Linked DNA regions of Ovis aries: region 1 is linked to region 2. Evidence: chromatin contacts called from public Hi-C data. All regions are on one chromosome and are shown on one strand. Each heading gives the region's core, a stretch centred on a gene start, on an enhancer-like site or on the middle of the called end of the contact. The rest is flanking DNA. Distances are from core to core; before and after follow the strand shown.

Evidence for each region. A called contact is a pair of places that touch in the nucleus more often than the background predicts.
Region 1: a Hi-C map of tail adipose tissue shows a contact between it and region 2, with 3 times the contacts expected there. The contact joins the enhancer-like site here to the promoter of ADAMTS15 in region 2. A contact is called at or near these places in 8 of 16 Hi-C or Micro-C datasets (liver, mesenteric adipose tissue, muscle and 3 more).

What each region holds. Positions count from the first base shown.
Region 1 is chr21:34,284,733-34,287,432 of ARS-UI_Ramb_v3.0, forward strand. No RefSeq gene overlaps it. Among named protein-coding and RNA genes, the nearest start is that of SNX19, 48 kb to the right of the region's middle. Within about 2 kb of position 1,414, at least 3 of the 54 cell types and tissues checked have an H3K27ac peak or open chromatin away from gene starts, as enhancers often do. A contact at or near this core is called in tail adipose tissue, where this site is marked.
Region 2 is chr21:33,916,983-33,919,862 of ARS-UI_Ramb_v3.0, forward strand. ADAMTS15 (ADAM metallopeptidase with thrombospondin type 1 motif 15) reads left to right here and starts at 1,492. Exons shown (of 9, transcript XR_009597934.1): 1 at 1,492-2,775.

The sequences.
Region 1 (2,700 bases), core at 164-2,663, 370 kb after region 2:
TTTCCATAAAGGGAGGCTGGGTGAAAGATGTGTGGGAACTTGGCATTCTGCACCTTCTCTCTTAGAGAGAAAAGTTATTATCATCATTATTCCGCACAGAAGCTTAAAACATAGATTCACTAAGCACCTATTCTGGACTGTTCTCTGGGCCAAGGAGACCCTGGTGAACAAGACCAGGGGCTTCCCCTGGAGGCTGGGCGCTTGGTCTGCAGAAGGACAAGTAAGCAGGTCTTTTTAGTAGAGACCGATAAGACAGGACTACAGACACCTCGGGCTTTCCTGGTGGCATAACAGTAAATAATCTGCCTACAATGCAGGAGATGTGGGTTCAATCCCTGGGTCGGGAAGATTCCCTGGAGAAGGGCATGGCAACCCACTCCAGTATTCTTGCCTGGGGAATCCCATGGACAGTGGAGTCTGCCAGGCTACAGCCTGAGGGGTAGCAAAGAGTCAGACGTGACTTAGCAACTGAGCGAGTAACACACACACAGAGACACCATTCTATGAAGAGCAGCACCAAAGAGGATCACAGCACACTGGAAGTGACTTCGAAGCTGAACTCGGAAGACTAGAGTTGATCAAATAAAAGATAGGCCCATGAGCGTTTGATCTGGGGCCATCCAGGCAGAGGGACAAAATAATCACAGGAGTGTCCTTTGGGAAAGGGCGTCCTGCGTGCGCTGAGGGGCAGGAAGATGGGCGTGTGTGGTGGGGCCGGGCAGGGTGGGGGGAGAATGTGCAAGTGAGATGTGTTTATGAGAGAGAACGTCAGGGGAGCAGGACCCGTTCACCAAAATCCTCGGAAATCTCTGCGGAGAGTGTGGGCACAGGAAGCCCTAGGAGGGTTCCCGATAGGGCTTTGAAGTGAGATTTGAGGTTTGGTAAAAGCGCTGGGGCTGCCAAGGAAGGGGAGGGAAGAGGGCAGAGTGGGAGGAGACAGAGAGGCTGAGAGGTCACAGAGGTGAGGGGACCTGCTGCAGTCAGCAGGTGACCACTGTGTCTGTCCACCCACTGCTGTCCCCAGAGAAGCGGAGGGATAGATGGGGTGCCTCCTGTGGGTCAAGGTCCTGCTGGACACCCGACACCCAACCCATACTCTAGGCCTACAGGAAGGGCGTGTGGGCAGAGCCCACCCTGTGTCACCCGTAGGGAACAGAGGCTCTGGGGGAGGCCTCCGAGGTGGGCAGGGGAGGGGCTCCGAAGTTGACCTGCCAGTCCCAGAGGAGTAAGCGCCTAGGTGTGTGTGACCCCAGAGCTCATCCTTCCTTTGTGGGAAAACGTCACAGGTAACCTGACATCTCTACAGACTCTGAGCACAGGTCAGCCTCAAGAACACGCAGAGCAAGGAGGGATGCCTCAGGGAACATGGGGGCAAAGAGTCTGCTCTTCCCAGTCACACGCTGTTCTGCTTAGGGATTTAAGGAATGGTTTTAAACAATTTCTCTTTCAGATGTGTACACAGTTCTTTTCCACACTCAGCTGTGTTGCGTGTTCAACTTAAACCCCGGTTCAAAGTTTTTCACAAGATGTTCTTGGATTATCAAAACTAAAGAGACCCAGAAGGCAGAAATTCAAAACAAATTAGCCTCAAATTATGCAATTTCACGTCAGGGTTAAGCCTACAAATACATTCCAGGGTTGCTCGGAGTCATCCTAACACCTCCCTGATTTTCTAAGTGAGGTTCTGGGTATCTGTCTTCAAGTCATTCTCTCTTTGAGGTTTGATGACTCACTTCCATCCTCATCCACAAAGAAACCCCTCTTTCCCTCTGGCCATTTAACCCTCCCCTTCCAGGCTATATCACTTTCCAGATCTTTCCATCACTCATCCTTCTGCAGGCCTTTAGCTGTCTCTATTGATAAAGGTGCCCTCATGACCCCCAGCTCTCCACAATCCGCTCAGCCTCAGAAGGGAATACGCTTCTCACAGAACCACCTGCATTGACGCTTAGGGGTGCATTCATCTCCCAGAGCCTGCCCGTGACAGACCCTGCCGAAGGGGATCTGTGTTCTGAAGGGGATCTGCTTTCTGCCCAAGGTAGTATCTATTTTACCCACTTAGTCTTCCTGAGAATACGGGGCCCTGGCCTTCCCCAACCCCAAACACAGACAGTAACAATGAGTTCCTTTGGGGCCATGCCACTTAAGAAGAGAAAGCCTTGGAGAGCATATTAATTCTTGTAACTGAGATACGTATCATTGCCAGGCTCTTTGGGGTATTTCAGCCAGACCTCAGTGCTGGGGTGAAGGTAGGAGTTCTCAGGCCAGTCGTTTGGAAACAGGACAAAACCAGACTTTATCTGAGAGTCTGAGAATATCCCAGGGAGGAGGAGAACCCTGTCTTCATCCAAAGGAAGAGATTTTTAGGGTTTTTGTTGTTGTTGTTGTCTGTGCCTCACAGGGATCATAGTTCCCCAATCAGGTGTCAAGCCTCTGCAGGGTCTAAACCACCAGACCCCCAGGGAAGTCCCTGCAGGAAGAGATTGTCAGCAGTGAAGAGTTCAGGTACCATATTAGCAGAGTGGAAGACTGCAGGAGGCTCCAGCTTGGGAGGCAGACCTTCAGAATTTTCTGCCACTTCCATGTAGTTTGGTGCCGGTGGGCAAATTTGGGGAATGTTCGACGTTTAGTGGTGAATAAAGTGTGGTTTTATCAAGGCACACATTTATGTACTCAGATGTAAGTAAGATAAGAGTCCTG
Region 2 (2,880 bases), core at 242-2,741:
GAGCCCTTTGGTTCTGGAAAGATTTTCTAGGTCTCAGGAGAGACAGGAGAGCCCTCCTTGCTCTACTTGCCCTCTTTCCTTCTCAGAAGAAAGACGTAGATTTTACTGAGAGCTAGGAAGGACCTTGGGGCCCAGAGCCTGAAACAGGGCTCCCAGACTCCCCTCAAAGTCAGCGGGAACTTGTGGCTTGATGGCATCACCACTGCACACCCTCAGCTTCTCACTCCAGAGTCCTTCCTGTACTTGGTCAAGGATCACAGGAGAGAAAGGCAGGGAGGAAGTACTCTTTCTTTCTTTTCTAAGAAATACTTTGAGGATGCTCCCTTAAAAAATGTTTATTTTCATTTATTTATTTAGCTGCTCTGGGTCTTCACTGTAACATGTGCAATCTCATTCCCTGACCAGGGATTGAACCTGGGCCCCCTGCATTGGGAGCCTGGAGTCTTAGCCACTGGACCACCAGGGAAGTCCCAGAAAGTACCTTTTCTTGATGTTTTTTCCACAGTCCACCAGTGCCTCAGCCCCTCTTTGGCAGGAAGACCACCCTTTTCTCCACATCCCTGGGCACTGGTGTGCTAAATAGGGCTAAATAGGGCTCTCCACCACCCAACCCCCCTCCAGTCCTGAGTGGCAGCATTTGCCCCCTTGAGCGGTGTGAACACTCCCCCAGGACCTGGTCTGAGCTTCTGTCATGATGCCCCTGCGTTATGTGGGATGTGAGATAGGCACCACTCAGTCCTGCTCTCCTACCCTCATCATCTGCTCTCCTCCCTGCATCCCCCTCCTCCAGCGGGCTGGGGTCTGTCCTGGAGGACTGGTGATCCCCCAGGCTCCAGAGCACAGATAATTGTGCTCAAATCATTAGGACACGGTTTATAAGTTCACATAACTAAAATGTTAGTGATGACTGCGTAATAGCAAAGTCTTGAAAACTCACCATCGGTACCAGCCCATCCTGCCCACCGTCTGCCCCGTGGCCTGGGCAGCCATGGGTTCCAAACAAGCTCTCCATGGGCCCCAGAATGTGCCCTTCTGGCAGCAGTAGCACATGTACAGGGGCAATTCTTGGCTCTGGATTTTTTAGGGGACACTGTGATGAGGAAATTGCAAAGGGAAAGCTGAGGTGGGTCTGGGAGAGAGGGTTAGCCTCCAGTCTTCATATTGCATTCCTGACCCCAACTGCCTTGAGATAAAGGCTAAGACCCAGGGCGCAGTCAGTCGAAGGTCCGGACTGATGCTCTGGGCACTGGGGCCGGACGCAAATGCAGACTCCGCCGCCGGTTGCTTTGGCCAGCCCACGCCTCCTGCCTCAGCGCAACGCCACTCCCTCCCCGCCAAGTGGCTCTGCGCTCGGGAGGCGGGATCGAGTTCTTCGGTGGCCCCAGGAGGCTGCAAGCTTTGGGAGGCTGGGAGAGGAGGGAGGGAGAGCGCTGACTGGGCAGTCCAAAGAGGAGGGGGCCTTTAATAGGCTCGCCCAGCGCCTGGTTTGCTGCGCTGTGAACCGCTGGGGTTCGGAGAAGCGGCCGGCACCTCCCTCTAGCTCTCCGCTGCAAATCTTCGTCCTTGCACTTGACAGCGATTGTACTTAAGCTCCCAGGGCGCGCTCTGCTTGGAAAGGCACAGGTAGGAGGCGCGAGCTGCCCGGTGCATGCTCACAGCTCTGGGAGGAGTCTCCCTCCCTGGGGTTCTCCTTTCTGGGAGCTGCGGGCGGCCCGGGGCGTCGGTGGTTCCGGTGTGCGGGCTGCGAGGAGACCGTGCCGGCGGCCAGGGAGCCGGGCCGGGCCCTTCCGAGAGCGCGGCTGTGCGCTGCCCGGCGCCATGCTCCTGCTGGGCATCTTAATGCTGCTTCTCGCCGGGGCACCCGCCGGCGGCTCAGAGCCAGAGCGGGAGGTAGTGGTCCCCATCCGACTAGACCCGGACATCAACGGCCGCCACTACTACTGGCAGGGTCCCGAGGACTCCAGGGATCAGGGACTCATTTTTCAGATCACAGCGTTTCAGGAGGACTTTTACCTACACCTGACGCCAGATGCTCAGTTCTTGGCACCCGCCTTCGCCACTGAGCACCTGGGCGTCCCCCTCCAGGGACTCATCCGCAGCTCTCCGGACTTGAGACGTTGCTTCTATTCTGGGGACGTGAATGCCGAGCCAGACTCGTTCGCCGCCCTGAGCCTGTGCGGGGGGCTACGCGGAGCCTTCGGCTACCGGGGTGCCGAGTATGTCATTAGCCCGCTGCCCAACACCAGCGCGCCGGCGGCGCAGCGCAACAGCCAGGGCGCACACCTCCTCCAGCGCCGGGGCGTCCCCGGCGGGCCTCCCGGAGATCCCACGTCTCGCTGCGGGGTGGGCTCAGGCTGGAACCCCGCCATCCTGCGGGCCCTGGACCCTTACACGCCTCGGCGGATTGGCTTAGGGGAGGCTCGCAGCCGACGCAGGTCCGGGCGCGCCAAGCGCTTCGTGTCTATCCCGCGATACGTGGAGACGCTGGTGGTGGCGGACGAGTCGATGGTCAAGTTCCACGGCGCGGACCTGGAGCACTATCTGCTGACGCTGCTGGCCACGGCGGCGCGGCTCTACCGCCACCCCAGCATCCTCAACCCCATCAACATCGTCGTGGTCAAGGTGCTGCTTCTCGGAGACCGCGACACGGGGCCCAAGGTCACGGGCAATGCGGCCTTGACGCTGCGCAACTTCTGCGCGTGGCAGAAGAAACTGAACAAAGTGAGTGACAAGCACCCGGAGTACTGGGACACGGCCATCCTCTTCACCCGGCAGGTGAGTCGATCCGTCATCTCTTTGGATCCAGCCTCCATTTGTTTGGGTGGCGGGAGTCTCCGCCCTTAACTCTCCCAATGTCCTTTATGCCGCGCAGTCACCGCC